2 separate regions of the Bos taurus genome follow, and region 2 is linked to region 1. Evidence: chromatin contacts called from public Hi-C data. All regions are on one chromosome and are shown on one strand. The core of a region is the stretch at or near the end of the contact, and the rest is flanking DNA. Distances in the headings are between cores, read along the strand shown. Region 1 holds the start of CHST15 (carbohydrate sulfotransferase 15). Region 2 has its middle 43 kb from the start of CHST15.

Region 1 (3,281 bases), core at 464-2,963:
CAGCCCCCGCGGGCCAACCCGGGCTGCGGGGCGGACGGGCAACGTGGGGCCAGGACCGCGACGGGGCGGTCAAGCAGCCGCGCCCAGGACCCTGGCGGCTCCGAATCCTAAACACACACGCACACACGCGCGCACGCCGGCCAATCCGTTCGCCCGGAGGAGTCGGAAGGCGCTTTCACAGCGCTTCATTCATTCTCCCAAAGGCGAGGTTCGCTTCTCCCGGGCGCCTCCATCCCGTGATCTTAGGAGGACTCCAAGGGGGCCACCTGCGCCACGACCCGTCCCCCATCAGCCCACGGCCGCCGAGTCCTCTACACCCGCACCTATAGCCCAACAGACTCGCGCTCCATCCCAATCGGCGGCGTCGCCCCCTCTCAGGGGCTGATGCCACCCCGGCTCCCCGCAGCTCCGTCGCCCCGCAGCCCCCGCCGCCCCTCAGCGCCGCTCGGCTCAGACCTGCAGCGTTCGGCTCGCCGCGCCCAGGCCGGCTGGGGACGCCGCCGCCGCCTCCGCCACCGCCGGGAAGCGCCGGCTCCTCCCGAGTCACACCGCCTCCGGAGCTGCGGCGGGGCGCTGGGAGGGAACAGGGGGCGGAGGGCCCGGAGGAAGAAGGCGGGGAGCAAAAGTTCAGGCCGCTCCGGGCCTCGCCGCGCCCGGGTCTCCTCCCAGGCCCGCCCACGCGGTCCCCCTCCCGGAACCCGGTCCCACGGGCTTCCGCGCCTGAGATCCCCCACCCCACGCCTCCCCGCCCGGGGCGGCCGCGGGATTGGAGCCTGGGCAGGAAGGTGGCCCCGAACCCGTGTCAGGGAGAGAGTGGCGGATAGCAAACACACCAACCTGCCCCGGGCCGCGCCTGGAAACTTCCCCGAAGTGCGCCGCGGAGCGGAGCGCCTGGCTGGGGAATCCCTACCCCCACCTTCACCCCACGCGCGCTCCTAGGGAGAAAGCACCAATCGGTCGGTCAGTCGGTCCTCCGCCTGCAGAGCGCGCCCCCCGCACCCCCATTCCGACTCCTGGGGCCGTTCTCTTGGACAGCCGGCCTGTGCGTGCCCAGAGGCAGCTGTCCGCAGCGCCACCACCCCGCCGCCGAGTCCCCGGTCCCGGAGCTCCGATCGCATTCTCCCTAGCGGGAGAGGGGGGCGTGCGAGCCATTGGCGCCGCCGCCGCCGCCGAGCATCCCTTCCCGCGGGGTCCCCGGCGCGCGGGGCGCCCGGAGCGCGGCCGGGATCGGCGGCGAGGGGACGCCCTCCGCTGGAGACGCCGATTGCCTCGGTGAGGCTGGGCCGAGGGTCGCGGGGCCCAAACCTGCCTGGGCTCTGCGCGCGCTCGCAAGTTCATTGTCTGCCTGGGCCGTCGTCGCCTCCGCCGCCGCCGCCGCCACCGCGCGGAGAGCGCCGTGGGGAGTGAGGCTGCGCGCAGCCTCGGCCGGCCCGGACTCCCTACGCCCAGCCCGGGCCGACCCCGGCGCTGCCCGGCCGGAACGCGGAGGGGCGCCGGAGCTCGGGGCCAGACACCCACCCGCCGCCTGTGGCCGCCCCCGCGCCGCGCCTGGCACCCAACTTGTACCTGAGAAGCAGGAGTCCAGCCTGGGGGCGGCGGGGGCAGCCCAGCCTCTGCGGCTCCGGCTCCGCGGGAGCGCGCCTAGCCCCGCGCCCGGAGCCCGGCATGCGGGGCGCGTCAACCTGACTCCCCGAGCGCAGGGAGGAAAAGTTTTGGGAGTGACGTGCAGATGGCGAATGAAACATCCGAAGAGAACCCGCCCCCCCGCCCCATGTCGCGCGGACACACATCAGCTTGGGTCTGGAATGTGAGACCAAGGCGTGCGCGCCGAGCGGTGGGTTTGGTTCCCGCCCCCTCCCGTTCCAAGTCAACACGGCATGTGCGCGGCGGTGATTCCGAATGAGAGCAAACCGAAACCCCTCAAGTCTGCCAGTGACACCCTGCCAGAGACATTTTTTTAACGAACTTGGTGGTCTGGAGCCAGCCCGTGCATTGATATTCAAGGCCACGGCGCTGGTGGGTTCTAAGCCCTCTGTTGTGGTTTTGCAACTGGAGACCGCTCTCTCAGGCTCTACGGCCCAGCCTGCTTGCTTTCACGGAGAAGGAAGGTTCAGCGGGACCGGAGCCCGCCCCCCAGCCCCCCGCCCCCGCCCCGCACCGAGCAGTGGCCCCGGGCGCGGCTGCTCCAGGAAACCACCGGGCTGCCTGAAGTCAAGGAAGTGCCGCACCCGTGGCCGACCTGGAGACTCTCCACCGAAGATAAACCAGTTGAAGAAAACACTTTGAATTCGGAAAGACTCAAGCCCAGCCTCTCAGAAAACAGGTCTAAGGGGCAGGAAAAAAAAAAAAAAATCCTTGTCTTCGGTCACATAGCCTTTTGCCGGCCGAGTCCCCTTGACCACAGTCCAGCATCTTGTCCTAGGAGCGACCAGAAGTGGGGCTGAAAATTCTCCGTGTCAAGTGCTGACACACCGCTAAGGGATGCGTCCTGAGGGTATCTCCCCCCACCCCAACCCTTTCCTCTCTTTCTGGAAAAACATGATTTTTATTGCCTGAGGCTCCTCTCACCCCCAGAAACTGTAGCCCACCCTGAGGTCATAAACTTCTGCTCAGCATCCATGGCAACTAACGCGGGGGTCACAATCAGAGGATTATAACTGCAGATGTGAAGCTGGGATGAGAGGGGAATTCTTCAAAACGGTATCTTGTTTTCCTGCAAATAATGCCTCTTACATAAAATCTACGGAGAGATTAATGCAGCAAAGAGACCAGCCTTAGAATCTCAGACTAGATTGCTTTTTCCATATACACTCCACTTGGTGGGTTTTGTTCATTATTATTATTTTTTTTAACAAAAAGCTTTTTCTGAAAATACAATGAGCTGCTTTTTGCAGGGTTCACAATTCCCAATAGATGATGATGCCATTTTTCAAGGTCTTACACACGTTATGGCTTTGGGGCTTATTTATTAGCTCCCAAGAAAAGCCTGCCTTTCAGTGAGGTTTATATACTCAAGTAATTGTGTGGGGGGGGGAGGGGCACAGAGCAGGGTGCTGTTAAAGAAGGTTGGTTGTGCATGCGTCTGCAAGGAAGGCCCTGGGCCAGGCAGCTGTCAGACCAGAGTGTGCAATGGGTTTAAACAAACACAGGGAAGGTTCTGTGGAAACACCCAGAAGGAAATCCCCTCCTGTAAGGGTGTGTGGAACATTATTCCACGGCCACACATACCTCCGTCTTTCCTCTCCTCCTTCCAAGTAAACACATCTCTCTGTTGCGTAGAT
Region 2 (3,280 bases), core at 607-3,106, 44 kb after region 1:
AGTAGGCTAAGTCATGTGCAAATAAGACCCAAGTTGAACGCTTAGTTCTTCTGAAAGTTAAATGGCTTTAGACCAGATATTAACACACTGCCGTCAGTTCAGTGATTGTCTAGGAAAAGTGAGCTTGGGTTCAGACACTGTGCAAAATTTGCAAGGCCCAGTCCAAAATGAAAACACAGAGCCCCTTGTTCAAAACTTAAGACTTTTAAGATAGTGACAGCTGGACATGAAACCAAGCATGAGACCCTTCTAGGCAAAAAACACCATGCCCACCCATGAAGCCTGCTCATATCACCTGGGGTGGGGGCTGGTTGAGGCAGTGGGGGTCAACCTACACCACAGACTTTGTAGAAATGGTTCAGAGTTCATGCCAGCTGGCTGGTATATTACCAGCGTCGATTTAGCCCAAGGATAGGGAGGGCTGGAGACTGGTCAGTACCACTGAGTAGTCTCACAAAGCTTGCTGCGTGCTTATTGTAAGTTTTAAAATGTAAGTTTCTGAAACATTTAATTTTCCCATTTGCCCTTGGCTGTTTGTGGATTTTGCCTCCGCTGAAATCTGAGGCCCTGAGGAGATCTATTTAAAGCCGCCATCCAAGTTTTGCGGCAGACAAGGGTTATTTGTAGCCCTTCAGGGCTGGAGTGGCTATAAACCCAACCAGTGCAACTCCCTCAAATTACAGCAGAGGCCCAGAAAGGGTGAGTGACTTGCCTAAAGGCACACAGCAAGTAAGTTACAGAGCAGAGGGCTGAATGAAGCCAGGCTCCCTGCCGGCCCATCCACGCTCTGCTTTCTCCTGCACGGCCCTGCCTTCCTGGGCCTCCGAACTTGAAAGAATCATCCTTGCTGAAGCAGGTTGGGGGCAGCCAAGGCAGAGGTCACTGGGCTACCGAACCATCCTTTACCCCCTGCCTCCGATATGCCCTAATAACACCCCCTGAAGAACCCAGAGGGTGAGGTGTGCAGGAAACCACGAAACTCTTGTTACTTCCTCTTCCTGCTCTGTTTTCTGTGAGAACCAAGTGTGAAATCGAAAACAGCAGCTTTGGAGTCATGGATGGGCAAGATCTCACTGACAGTCTCAGGGACTCTCCCCACCCAGGAGGTGACACCCCAGCCAGCGTCTTGTCACCCGTCTGCTGACACAGACAGGGAGCTGACTCCAGCCAGCCGGGCTCTGCCTGCAGCCCCGCAGATACTCCAGCTTGTCATCCGTGTAGATGCCCCGCCCTGGAAGGACGCGACCCTGCGGGTCTGCCCTGCACGGCGTCATCCCAGCGCTGGCCCAGGAGAGGCGTTCCGTTTGTATTTGTCTCGAAACTTCCTCTGCCTGCCCATCTGCTTCTGAGGGGCCTCAGCCTGTGTCTGTCCTTCCTCACGTGTGACGGCCAGGAGCCCGCCCAGCCCTTAAGGGTTGTGTCTGGTGTTGCTGTGTGGGTGCATGTGTGTGAGTGTGTGTCTCTGTGTTGTATGCATATGTGTGTGTCTGCTTGTGTGAGAGTGTGTCTGTGTGAATGAGAGTGTGTGTGTGTGTGTGTATGAGCGTGTCTGTGTATATGTGTCTGTGTCTGAGTGTCGGTGTGGGTGAATGCAGTACATGTGTATGTTATGTTACATATGTGTGTGTCTGCAAATGTGAGTGTGTGTATATGTGCGTGTTGTGAGTGTTATGTATTGTGTATGTGTGTGTTGCGCATGCATGTGTCTGCGTCTGTATGAATGAGTGTGAATATATGTGCATGAGCATGTCTGTGTGTGTGTGTGTGTGTGCATGTATCTGCACACTAGTGTCTGTGTGGGTCTCTGAGTCCCTCCCCGGACATCCTTCGGAGGAGAGCTGGGTGTGGCCTCCTGGTGACAATCACACACGTGTGGAGACTTTGTCTCTGAATCACCGAGCTCAGGCCTTGGTGCCCAGGAGGTGCCCAGCATGACTCAGCCACTACTGTTAGCACAAGGCCATGGTGACTTGTAACCAAGGTCCTCCCTGCTGGATTAGCCACGTCCTGCCGGAAGGGAGATTGCAAAGAGGGGAGGTGGAAAGTCCTTGCTACAGGCTGAATGTTTGTGTCCCCCCAGCTTCACACATAGGAATTCTAACCCCCAAAGGTGATGTTCTTAGTAGGTGGACTCGGGGGAGGTGACTAGGTCATGAGGGTGGTGCCCTCATGACGGGATTTGTGCCCTAATAAAAGAGACCTCACTGCTCCCCTGCCCCTTCTAGCACGTGAGAGGGGACACCCTGAAAAGGCACAGTCGAGAACCAAGAAGAGGACCCTCACCTAAACATCTTGGACTTCCAGTCTTCAGAGCCGTGAGCAATACATTTCTGTGGTTTATAAGCTCCCCCGGTCAGTGGTTCTCAGGTGGCCCAGTGGTAAAGAATCTGCCTACCAATGCAGGACACGCGGGTTCAGTCCCTAGGTCAAGAAGGTGCCCTGGAGAAGGAAATGGCAACCCACTCCAGTATTCTTGTCTGGGAAATCCCGTGGACAGAGGAGCCTGGCGGGCTGCAGTCCGTGGGGTCGCAGAGAGTCGGACATGGCTGAGTACGTAACACAGCCAGCCGGTGGTCGTGCCATGCTCCAGCAGCCTGAGAGGCCAAGGCGGCCCCCCTCCTCCACCTTGCAGCAGCAGGGTTCCTGAGGAGCCTCTGACCCAGAGTTCTGTTCAGAGGAAACCCCAACAGCCCAGGGGATGTGGGGCCACAGCCTATACCACCCCATGAAAAACTCTGTTTTATAGAAGGGGCAAGGACATTGAGTCACCACCCACAGAGTCAGGGCCTAAATAAATATTTTCCATACTTCATCTCATAGCTCTGAGGGGTCAAAGGCGAGTCCGTTCAAAGCTTCAGATCACCACCCATGGCCAGGACCATTTTCACACTGGCCAGTCACTATTAGCAGTCCCAACAAGACCACAGACTAAGCATTAGAGCCCCTGTTTCAGGAACAGAAAGCTTGGAGGAGTTCAGTGACCCCTCCCAGAGACGCAGAGCTCAGCTAGTCTGTCCTAGTTCTGTTCCACTCTAAGACCAGGACTTTCGTCACTGGGCCCCAGAGGCCACTGCGGGACTTCCTGACACACCACCCAATGAAACAAAACATCCTCAGCTGTCCTTGTGTGTGAAGCAATGCACGTCCAGCTGCCGAGAATCACCACCAAATATCTCCAAATTGGGCAATTAGCAGCGTGATTTGTGAAACGAGGAACAGGATACGCTCTGACCCCTTGAACCTCTTCCCCACTGACCCTCTCTGGTTCCAGCTGAGCTCT

Evidence for each region. A called contact is a pair of places that touch in the nucleus more often than the background predicts.
Region 2: a Hi-C map of an unstated tissue shows a contact between it and region 1, with 2.1 times the contacts expected there. The contact joins the enhancer-like site here to the promoter of CHST15 in region 1. A contact is called at or near these places in 2 of 11 Hi-C or Micro-C datasets (liver and an unstated tissue).

The regions. Positions count from the first base shown.
Region 1 is chr26:43,791,446-43,794,726 of ARS-UCD2.0, forward strand. CHST15 (carbohydrate sulfotransferase 15) reads right to left here and starts at 1,714. Exons shown (of 9, transcript XM_059882099.1): 1 at 1,567-1,714.
Region 2 is chr26:43,834,960-43,838,239 of ARS-UCD2.0, forward strand. No RefSeq gene overlaps it. Among named protein-coding and RNA genes, the nearest start is that of CHST15, 43 kb to the left of the region's middle. Within about 2 kb of position 1,857, at least 25 of the 102 cell types and tissues checked have an H3K27ac peak or open chromatin away from gene starts, as enhancers often do. A contact at or near this core is called in liver, where this site is marked.